2 separate regions of the Gossypium hirsutum genome follow, and region 1 is linked to region 2. A link is a contact called in public Hi-C data. All regions are on one chromosome and are shown on one strand. Each heading gives the region's core, a stretch centred on a gene start, on an enhancer-like site or on the middle of the called end of the contact. The rest is flanking DNA. Distances are from core to core; before and after follow the strand shown. Region 1 has its middle 3.7 kb from the start of LOC107892209. Region 2 holds the start of LOC107892211 (peptidyl serine alpha-galactosyltransferase).

Evidence for each region. Hi-C and Micro-C count contacts between places; a contact is called where the count stands out from the background.
Region 1: a contact with region 2 is called in a Hi-C map of leaf, with 3 times the contacts expected there. The contact joins the enhancer-like site here to the promoter of LOC107892211 in region 2. A contact is called at or near these places in 12 of 34 Hi-C or Micro-C datasets (anther, hypocotyl, leaf and 2 more).

Annotation. Positions count from the first base shown.
Region 1 is chrD09:10,817,004-10,822,295 of Gossypium_hirsutum_v2.1, reverse strand. No RefSeq gene overlaps it. Among protein-coding and RNA genes, the nearest start is that of LOC107892209, 3.7 kb to the left of the region's middle. Within about 2 kb of position 2,800, at least 1 of the 9 cell types and tissues checked has an H3K27ac peak or open chromatin away from gene starts, as enhancers often do. A contact at or near this core is called in leaf, where this site is marked.
Region 2 is chrD09:10,757,399-10,762,652 of Gossypium_hirsutum_v2.1, reverse strand. LOC107892211 (peptidyl serine alpha-galactosyltransferase) reads left to right here and starts at 3,918. Exons shown (of 8, transcript XM_041101785.1): 1 at 3,918-4,610; 2 at 5,100-5,254. The coding sequence starts at 4,312.

The sequences.
Region 1 (5,292 bases), core at 1,551-4,050, 61 kb before region 2:
AATTAAATTTAAATAATTCGAAAATATTTTAACTTATTCGAAGCACTCTAATGACACCTATGAGAAAGAGTTGGAAATTTTAGGTCACGGAGAGAAGTAATTTCTTGATGGGTTAACTTTTATGTCTCCAACATAATATAATATTATATGTTTTCGTTTTCTTTATTGAAGAATATATCTATGGAGCAAATCAGAAGCTGCCAGGGCAGGCCTTAGTCTCTTCTTTTTTTCACATGTAAATGGAAGTAAACATAAAGATTTAAAATATATAGGCATAAAATTTGGGTTTTGAAGGAAACATAAAGATTTAAAATATATATGCATATTATAGGTTGGTGAGACTCTTTCTTAGCTTAAGTTGTTGCATGTGGATGATATTGGTTTGGTAATTGATTGTAGACAATTATGGTATGCTTTTTCAAATACTTATTTTGATATATCGGATTTAGATTGTTGACAAGTGTGTCTGTACATTAGTTTTAGCTTTCAATTATTTTTTTTGTTGGATTTATATAAAGTAATTCTCTTTTTAGCGTGGGCGATTTTATCATAGTCGAACTACTTTAAATTTGTTACTTATCTCTTTTCTATCCATGATATCTTAGATGATGATTGTTCTTATGTTTTATGTGAGAACGAGAGAAACTAGATTTGAGTGTATCCGGTAAACTTAATGACTTGATCTAAGTGCTTTCCTTTTTATTTTCTCTTTGGTATTCCGTTATAAAAAAAAAAGTATGGTTTTGATTTAAAAAAGGGAAGAAAAAATGACTATAGGTATGGGAGGAAACAACCAAAACCATATGACTGAATGGCACAGCTATGGCCATATCTATGTGGGACATTTCATTAGGAGTTTTCAAATTTCATAAGCCCCACAAGATAGGAGTAGTAGTACTATTTTATATAAAAACCTTTTCATGGGTTTTTTATTTGTTTACTTATTACTAAATTATTTACGGGATAAGATTTTGAAGTGTTCCTATCATTTACAAAACTTGACTTTTCTTCATTTTGGTAAGAAAAAAAGGACCTTCTTCTTTTGTCTTGTACATTAAGGCCATAGAGTGGTTCATCTCTCTCAAACAAACATAAAATCTTAGGGATTCTAAGACAACATACACTAAGCTAAGCAATAGTTAGCTATTGACTTAACTCCCAATAATTTTAATGATAATATTGGCTTCTTTTTTCCATAGCTACTTTTCAATTTTAGAAGTTAGACATTTTTCAAGGGTAAAACTTAGATATTAGAAGAGTTTTTTTATTATTATATTACAATCGACTTGGCCCTGAGTTAAGTCATAGTTCAATATTTTTCTTGTCAAAATGGTTTCTTTTTAAATTTGTCTTAATTCATTTATCCAAATTCATCATTCATTTGATATTAAAATTTTAAAAATATTTTATTAATATGTATTTTAGAATTAATATAAATATGAAGAATTTTTTAATTAAAAAATAGTTATTGGGATTAAGTCGAACTGTCAGGTCTATTGGACAACTAAAGTACTTTAATTCACATCTAGAGTAGACTTAATAGCAAGGCTTTTGATCGACCCTCTATTCCGCACATGTAAACGCATGAATTTTAACCATGTAGTAACCAAATCTTTCCCTTATCATTTACTTTTGCACTCTAAAAGGTAGTATATATGAAAAAATAACTAGTTTAATATATAAATTGGCTCATGATCTTCGTAAATTTTTTTCAAATTAGTCCTTAATTCTTCTTGAATCACATTAACCTCTAAAGATAGCATTTATGATTAACACCATTAATTTTATAACAGTTGAGTGACATGACTAAACACAATGATGACACATGAACAAACAGGGGAGCAACATGTTTCTTCCTATTTAATTATTCTAATATATATATTCAATAAATGTAAATAAGTTTTAAAATATAAGTAATATATGCAAGTTATAAAAGTTAAGAAAATTGAATATATATAATTGAAAAAACAGTTCAAATTTACAAAAATAATATTAAAATATACTTAAAATTTTAGAAAATTACAGAAAAATGAAAAAATATTTAACGATTCAAAAAATTGACTGATCAATATTTTTGTAATTTAATTTTTAAATTTTATAAAATTTTAACAATATGTTCTCTTTTTATTGAATTTTTTAAAATATTTTTTGAATTTTTAACTAATTGTTTTGTTTTATGTTTTGAATTATATATTAATTTTTTGAATTTTTATAATATATATTTCTTATATTTTCTAAAACAATTTTTTTTAAAATTTTTGAAGTTTTTTTTTTACAATTTTTAGAATAATTATAGAGGAAGACACTTGTTGTTTTCTTGTTTGTCCGTGTGTCACATCCTAATTTCGCCACATCACCCAAATATTTAAAAACTAACGGTGTTGACCATAAGGATCAATGTGATAAAAAAATCTAGAAGCCAATTTGAGAAAGTTAGCAAGTTTCGTTTATTGTCGTTAACTGGATACATTTACAATATGCAAACGCTGAGAATTAAATTTATTATCATGTCATATATTATCTTTCTGTCACCCAATCAACGTAGTTAATAAATCAAATAATTGAATAATTATTTTGTAATTTTTCATGATTTGGTGACTAAACAAATCTTAATAATAATTGGGTGACTAGTTTACCCTAAATAAAAATATGCATTGATGATATGTTTGTATATCTATACATACACGTAGGTGTATATATTATGTGTACTTCTTACATTACGATGAGAGTAGGGAGGGTCCAATTATTTAAATTAGGCCCGATTCATTGGGATGAAGTGGCCTATATATGTGTGCCATGATTGGCCCAGTTAAGACCAAAGAATCAAAAACAAGCTTTGCATCAACGAGTTCAGTTTCACCCCTCGGATTAATGCAATCTTTTCATTGAAAACTAAAATTAAAGAAACAAATTTAAGATTACCCAAACCAAGAAGTCATCGCCAAATTTACTTTCTTTTATGAAATCAACTCTAAGGACTAAAATTTTTATGATAATTTAGATGTTTTGAAAAACGTTAATTCAATTAAATTTTTTGTTTATAATATTCCCACTACATAGGACTTTATTCAATCGGTTATGCACTATATTTGTCCCTATAAAATATCAAAAAATTAATAGGTTATCTATATTTTAAAAATGATTGTTATTACTGTCTAAATTTTACTGGTTAACAGTTTTTTTAACTTTTTCGTTGATGAAATATTTTGATTTTTACTGTTATAACATTTATTCTAATCTAAATAAATAAAAGCAATTTAGAGTTTTCAAATAAAGAAATAATTATGTTAACAAAAGAAAAAGAAAAAAAAATTTGTTACCAGTAAAAATAAAGAAATAATTAAGTGAGTAATATTTAAAATTTTAAAAACACATTGTTAATTTTGATAATTTTAATATAAAAATATTAAGTAATTATATTTAAAATTTAATTACATAAGATTTGTTCAAAATCTTAGAAAGCTTTAAACTAAAAAAGTTACATGCATTTTTTTTAATGTATACATGCCTCCTTTTTTGTTAACTCTAAACTTTCTTTGATAAGTGCGATTTAGAAATTTCAAAAAAAAAATTAAATAAGGAATATTATTTGGTAAATTGATACATAAGTAGGGTTAGGGATTGACATGTGTCTTATAAAAATATATTGTCAGTGTACCAAATATTTATCCTTTAAATAATAAACTTCTAAGTATCTATGATTAATTTAATAGTTTTATTATAAAATTAATTTAATTTTAACTCATAAAAAACATAAATTATATATATTTAATAAAGTTAATTTATTTAAAATATGAAAACATAGGTGTCTCCCCTTATTTAAGTAATTACTTTTAATTCACAATCAACAAGAATTGACATCCTCACTAAAGATTCACTCAAAGCACTTAAAGCACTCAAAGTGTTTAAGGTTCAATAAATATTCACTCAAAATTAAATTTCCATAGGCTTGCTTGAAAATTAAATTTCCACCACTATAAAATGATATGACACATTAATCAAAAAGTCTTTAAGAGGTTATAATGGGGCTTAGGTTAAGGGTGTGAAAAAAACAACTAGAAAAAGTGGTTATAATCGAGATCGAGTTGATAAATTACCAAACTAAAAAAATAAATAAATGTTGAATTAAAAGAAAGTGCATCAATCAATACTATTCAAGAATAAAAAGGAGATTCTCAATAAAATATGAAATTAACTATTCAAGCTCAATTAACAAAGAATTAATCAATATTTTTTTTCGATTTTTTGAAGTAGAACAATAAGAATTAATTCAGCAATTCAAACAAATAGCATAGTTAGGCAACTAGCCAAATCAAATCTCAACAAAAAAGGGGTCAATAAAACTGGAAAGATTCACAACGAAAAAAAATGGGTTATGAGTTAACATTCACGGGTTAATCAAGAAAATGTGTGTTAGGCTCAACAGGGTTCACTAAGGGTTAATTCAATAGGCAGGTTTTTTATAGGTTAAGTGGGTTAAAACCTAAGTGTCTTTATCATCTCAGTATATCAAATCAAAGGTGTGGTCTCGACAAGCATAATCGAAGCACGTTCTAGAATAACAAATCAAGTTGACACACTCATAACCAATAATAAAATGAGCATGAAAAATGTATGCTTTATAGGCTCAAAATCTCACAAAAAATCATGGTTTTGATGTCACACTTGCAAATTTAAAACTTCAAGATAATACCACAATTCAGGGAAAAACCTAAAATTTTTAATTTCTGAAAAATACTCATCATGATTGACTCTCTATGTCTTAAATTTTAAATCAACCAATGCACAAATATCTACAAATTATTCCAAAACAGCATCATTAAAAATCCCAAATTGAAAACAATTCACTCTAATGGAAGTATGAGAAAATTACTTAAACATAAGAAATAATTCAGGGATTTTATAATAGTAATATAAATAACCTCCCCACACTTAAGACATATATTGTCCTCAATGTACAAACAAATATAAGCATAGAATAAGCAGAATATCATAAGAAAGGGAGAAAGCTGAAACTGCCCTAAATATAGATGAAATCGCCAAAATAGTGAAAACCGAAATTGTAGGCAAATCTAAATGTAGTGCATGGTTTCGAGCAAACTAATAAGAAAATAAACGCAAATAAGGAAGAAGATTAAGAGGTTACAAACTCAACTAGAAACAACCATAAAAATAAAAATAGAGTTCGAGAGAAAAATAAACTAAAGAAGTCAAAGAAATAAAAAAAACAACTAAAAACAAAAAGAAAATGAAAATGAAAAGAAAATAAATAAGATTAATGATCTTCATCAT
Region 2 (5,254 bases), core at 2,669-5,168:
TTCTGAAGCATGTCAGACCTGTTGCGTGTCAGTTAGAACTACCATCAGAATTAGAACAAATTCACGATGCGTTTCATGTCTTGATGTTGAGACGGTATCGGTCAGATCTGTCACATATTCTACCTGCCAACGAGATCGAATTGCGACCGGATTTAATATTCGGAGAGGAACTTGTCCAGATCTTGGAGCGTGATGTTAAGTTACTGATGAAGAAAACTGTTCCTTTAGTAAAGGTTCTATGATGGAACTATGGTACTAAGGAGGCCACGTGGGAACCTGAAGAATCAATTCGACGATTGTATCCGTATCTGTTTGAGTTAGGTTAATTTCGAGGTTGAAATTTCTTTTAGGGGGAGAGAGATATAACGCCCTAAAAATTTTAAGATTTTAATTGTGAGAATCTGCAGTAATTAAATTACTATATCTGTGGTCTTATGCTCTGTTTTGTGTTTAAGGTTTGGAGTTCGAGTTGTATTGTTAAAAGTTTTATTCTTTTAAAACAACCCCTATCCATGCGGTATATGGTTAAGTGTATTTCTATAGGAATCTATGTCAAGAATGAGCCTGTTGGTTCACTGGTTAAGCATCTTTTGCTTGTTGTCGGAGGTATGTTGGTGGTTAAGACAAAAACTTCATTAAAATTTGGTTAATGTTCTGTGTCCTTTCTGCTTCTTTTTCTTTATTTTCTTCCATTTATTTTACTTCTTTGATTTTTCCTTGTCGATTTTGTTCAACAAGTGAATATCGGAAATTAGTGAGACCTTTAAGTTATTGAAAGACTTCTGTGTAAGTTCTGTCAGAATCCTTCAACTTTTACAAAGTTTTGTTAGATTTTTATTGCTTTGTTAAATTGGAAATTCTCTAATTATTTTACTTAAACTCTCCGATAACTAGTCGTTTTGTTCCCTTAGGCGTGAGTACGGAGGGAAGTGATCCTTCGCGTGTTGTGTCGACTTAGCATGGTTGAATCATCGGTAAGCGTTAGTTGTTGAAAGTTTCCTAGTGTCGATTTATTTGACATAATTGATTGTGTATTAATGTTGCGTTATTTAGTCATTTTAGTCAATTGATTGATTGTCGAATGGTTAATTAGGTTCCGGGTAGTCTCAGCATTGTTTTTGCGTCAAAGAAAAACTAGATGCGTACCGAAAACCTTAATTTTTACAAGTTTTGGTCACCAGAAATGGTGGTTGTCGATGCCACACGGCCAGGCATACGGGCATGTGTCCAGGCCATGTGAGCTACATGGTCGTGTGACAGGTCGTGTGGATGGCCTTGTAACTCACAATTCATCAATTGGGAGTCACACGGGTAAGGCACATGGGCGTGTGTCCAGGCTGTGTGTGACAATATTAGTGAAGGGTTCATACAGGCAAAGGACACGGGCATGTGTTTAGGCCGTGTAACTCACTGTTTGTGACTTAGGACAAAATGAACAAGCACATGGGTGTGTACCCAAGCAGTGTAACGCTCTAATTTATGCTTTAAAACCATACGGACAAGGACATGGGCGTGTGCCTAGGCCGTGTAAGCCACACGGGCAAGGACATAGGCGTGTGTCTAGGCCATGTGGCGTATATAAAAAGGGCCCAAAAATGTTTTTGAGACCATAAATGTTACTTAAGACTGATTTTGATGTCCCCATTATATGAATGGTTTGAATTTGACTGAATGATAACTCTTTAACACCCTGTGACCTTTACATGAATTTTGTACCTGTATGTGCACTGTGATGCTTAGTCTGATATTGAACTGTGCTATTTACTTGTGGAACAAATTAGAATAATTGAATACATCTTGTGGATATTGGTTCTCTGCATATACATAGGTTGGGATATTAAGAAGAATGAAGTGATCAGTTCTACATTAATGGCTAAGTCACCATATGTATAACTCTAATTCTGACATTTCGTCATATTACGATCTAGCAGCTAAGTTGCGTATTTGTACACATGTCAGACAGACACTCTATGGTGTGTAGGATTGCTTGGGTATTAAACTCCCTTAACGGTGTATTGGGACGAACGAAGATGGTGTGTAGCGGTTGGGGGTTAGGAATATCTGCATCTGACTCTGATCTGTTCTGTATATGAAACTGAAATTTGTTTCTGCATCTGAAATCACTCTGTCTTGAATCTGAACTAGAAATGTTTCTGTTTTCAAATCGAATTCTTGAATACGGACATTGTTTGGTAAATGTGTTTATGTGAACAAACATCTTTGTGCAATAAGTTTACAACTCACTTTATTGTTGGTTGGATTTTAGGTGGTTCTCAGTCTTGAACAGGTCGGCACGGCGGAAGCGCAGTCAAGCTTTTATCTTTCTTTTAAATACTACTTTAGGAATTTCGGTAAACTATGATAGTAGGACTTTGAAAGATTATATACTTAACTAATCCTTGTGATGAATATTATGCGAAGTATGGTTTAGTATTATTGTGTTATATGTGTGGTATTTAAGTATCAACGATGTAACTCTCTTAACTTGGACTGGACGTCTAGGCCGGGTTTAGGGTGTTACACTATTAGAATTTAAAGTACATAAAAACTTATCTTGATCTTGATGGACATCCACTTAATAAGGTATTCATAACAAGTTTTTTTTTAACAAAAAACAATTAAAATATGCATATGCTGAGATTTGGACTTGTGCTAAATGAATTACTAAAATATTAAATTTAGCACTCAACTAAAACTTCATTTTAATGTATTTTATACAATTTTCATTTTAATATACACAATTTATATTTATACTTACTATTTATTAAGCCCCTAATCGAGTTGGTATGTATTTTAGTTTTTTTCATTCCCACAGAAACCAATCAAAATATGCATATAGTGAGATTTGAAACTACACAAATTAGAGTTATAAAACTTTAAATTTACCATTCAACCGAACCTTCATATTAATATATTTAATATAATTTTGTTTTAATATAGACAATTTATTATCTACATCATTTGTATAATTAGTTTCAAACCATACATTTAAACAAGAATATATGTTTTAAATTTATGGTTTCCACACATATACACATGTGATAGAATTTCTAATATTTATTAAGCTCCTGACTAAGTTGGTGTCACCTTCAACTGGGTTATTAACTCAGTTAGGAAATTACAATAAATGTCATTTCGTAATTAAAAAATGTTATATTATTTTAGGGTATTTTAGTCTTTTCATTTTAACAAAAACTAATTAAAACATGCATATAGTAATATTTAAACCCACATCAATTGTATTATTAAAACCTTAAATTTAACATTCAACCAAAGCTTCATTTTGATGCATTTTATACAATTTTGTTTTAATATACACAATTTATTATATCCATCAATTGTTTATATTAATAATGTTGTTTATTGAGTTGGTATCACAAATCAACTAAATACTAACTCATAGTTGATAACAAAACCATGATAAATAGTTGTAGTGCATTTAGTATTATATATCTGATGTATTTATGTGTTTAAATTTTGTTTTACTCATAATTTAATCTAATTTTTTTATTTTAATATCATACATATATCATGTATTATTATAATTAATTAGTTTCAAACTATATGTTTCGTTGTTTATTTGTATGTTACTTTTAAACAGATATATCTATTTTAAATTTGTGATTTTTACGCCACGTGATAGAAAATGAAATCTATTGTAAAAATGTGTTTGAATGAAAATATGTAGAACCTTTTAAAAATAATAATAATAACTTATTTTCAATGTTTTGTAAAATTAAAGTTGAAAATAAGAGTTTTTAATTTATGAATTAACTTTGGTTTAAAGTTATATAAAGAAAATTCCTTTTTTCCAACTGCTTTTAAATATGTATATTTTTTAAAAAATTTTAAAATAAAAAATATGTTCAGAAATCAAAACTACTCTTTTGGTAGTTGACTTTTCTTTTTCCTTACGAGTAGTTTAGTTTGTGTGTGGCATTGATTTTTGTCGAGAACGACAACCACTTGGTGTCGTTTAAGGTTGATTTTAACTGTCTCATGAACTCAGGCGGCTCCTTCTACCTCTGTTTGACGTACACAGTTGCTCAATTCAGATTTTTATCCTTTTTTCTTTTTATCAATTCAATAGTTAAAAAGAATCGTTCCATTTTTTTAATTAAATTAATACAAATCTCAAAAACTATTTTTTTATAGCATTTCTTTGCCACCATCTCCCCTGTTTATATCTGTTACCTGTAAAAATTTAGAATTTTTCAACGTCTTGACTTCTTACAATCTCTTCACCCTCATGAAATCCAGATCTTTTAGAAACTACCCATTTCAAATCAGGCCTTGAAAATTCAACTTCCAATGGCCAATTTCTTAGCTTTTCTGATGCTAGTTAGCTTTTGGGTTAGTTTCATTTCGGGTCAAAACCCGGGTCTTGAAGCTCCCTATAGGATCCACACTTTGTTCTCGGTGGAATGCCAGAACTACTTCGATTGGCAAACCGTCGGATTCATGCACAGCTTCAAGAAGGCCCAGCAACCCGGACCAGTGACCCGGTTACTGAGCTGTACGGAGGAAGAGAAGAAGAATTATAAAGGGATGGATTTGGCTCCAACTCTAGAAGTTCCCTCTATGAGTAGACATCCTAAAACTGGTGATTGGTAAAGTTTCTCCCTCTCTTTTAGCTCTTTTTTGGGTTTGAAGTTCTTTAATGGTTCCTTTGGTTCTTCATTTTCTAATTTCAATTTCCTTGATCTAAAACTATCATGATTCAAATAAGTATGCTGTTCTGATTAAAGTATTGCTCTTGGAATTGATCAAGTCTGTGAATTGTTGTTGTTGTCAACCTAAATAAAGTAGAAGGATTAAAATTCAAAATACCAAATTTCTTTACCTTATGAAAGAATGTTCATTCAACTTCTTTTTCATATGTTTAATGGTTCAAGAATGATGAACATCTTGCATTGTTTCATGCTTACTTCCCATTCCTTCAGGCATGGAGTCCACTGTTGTGTCCTTTCTGATTAAACTCTCTCATTGTAGCTTTCATCGTGTTATCGTTTTTTAACACTTTTATCGGAGTTCTGATACAACAGAGATCATAGGAGTCTGGAAGAACTTCATGGATGACACTTATTTTGATTATGTAGGTATCCTGCAATTAACAAACCTGCTGGAATTGTCCACTGGCTAAAACATAGTAAAGATGCGCAGAGCACCGACTGGGTAGTGATTTTGGATGCGGACATGATCCTCCGAGGTCCGATTATACCTTGGGAACTTGGGGCAGAGAAAGGCCACCCTG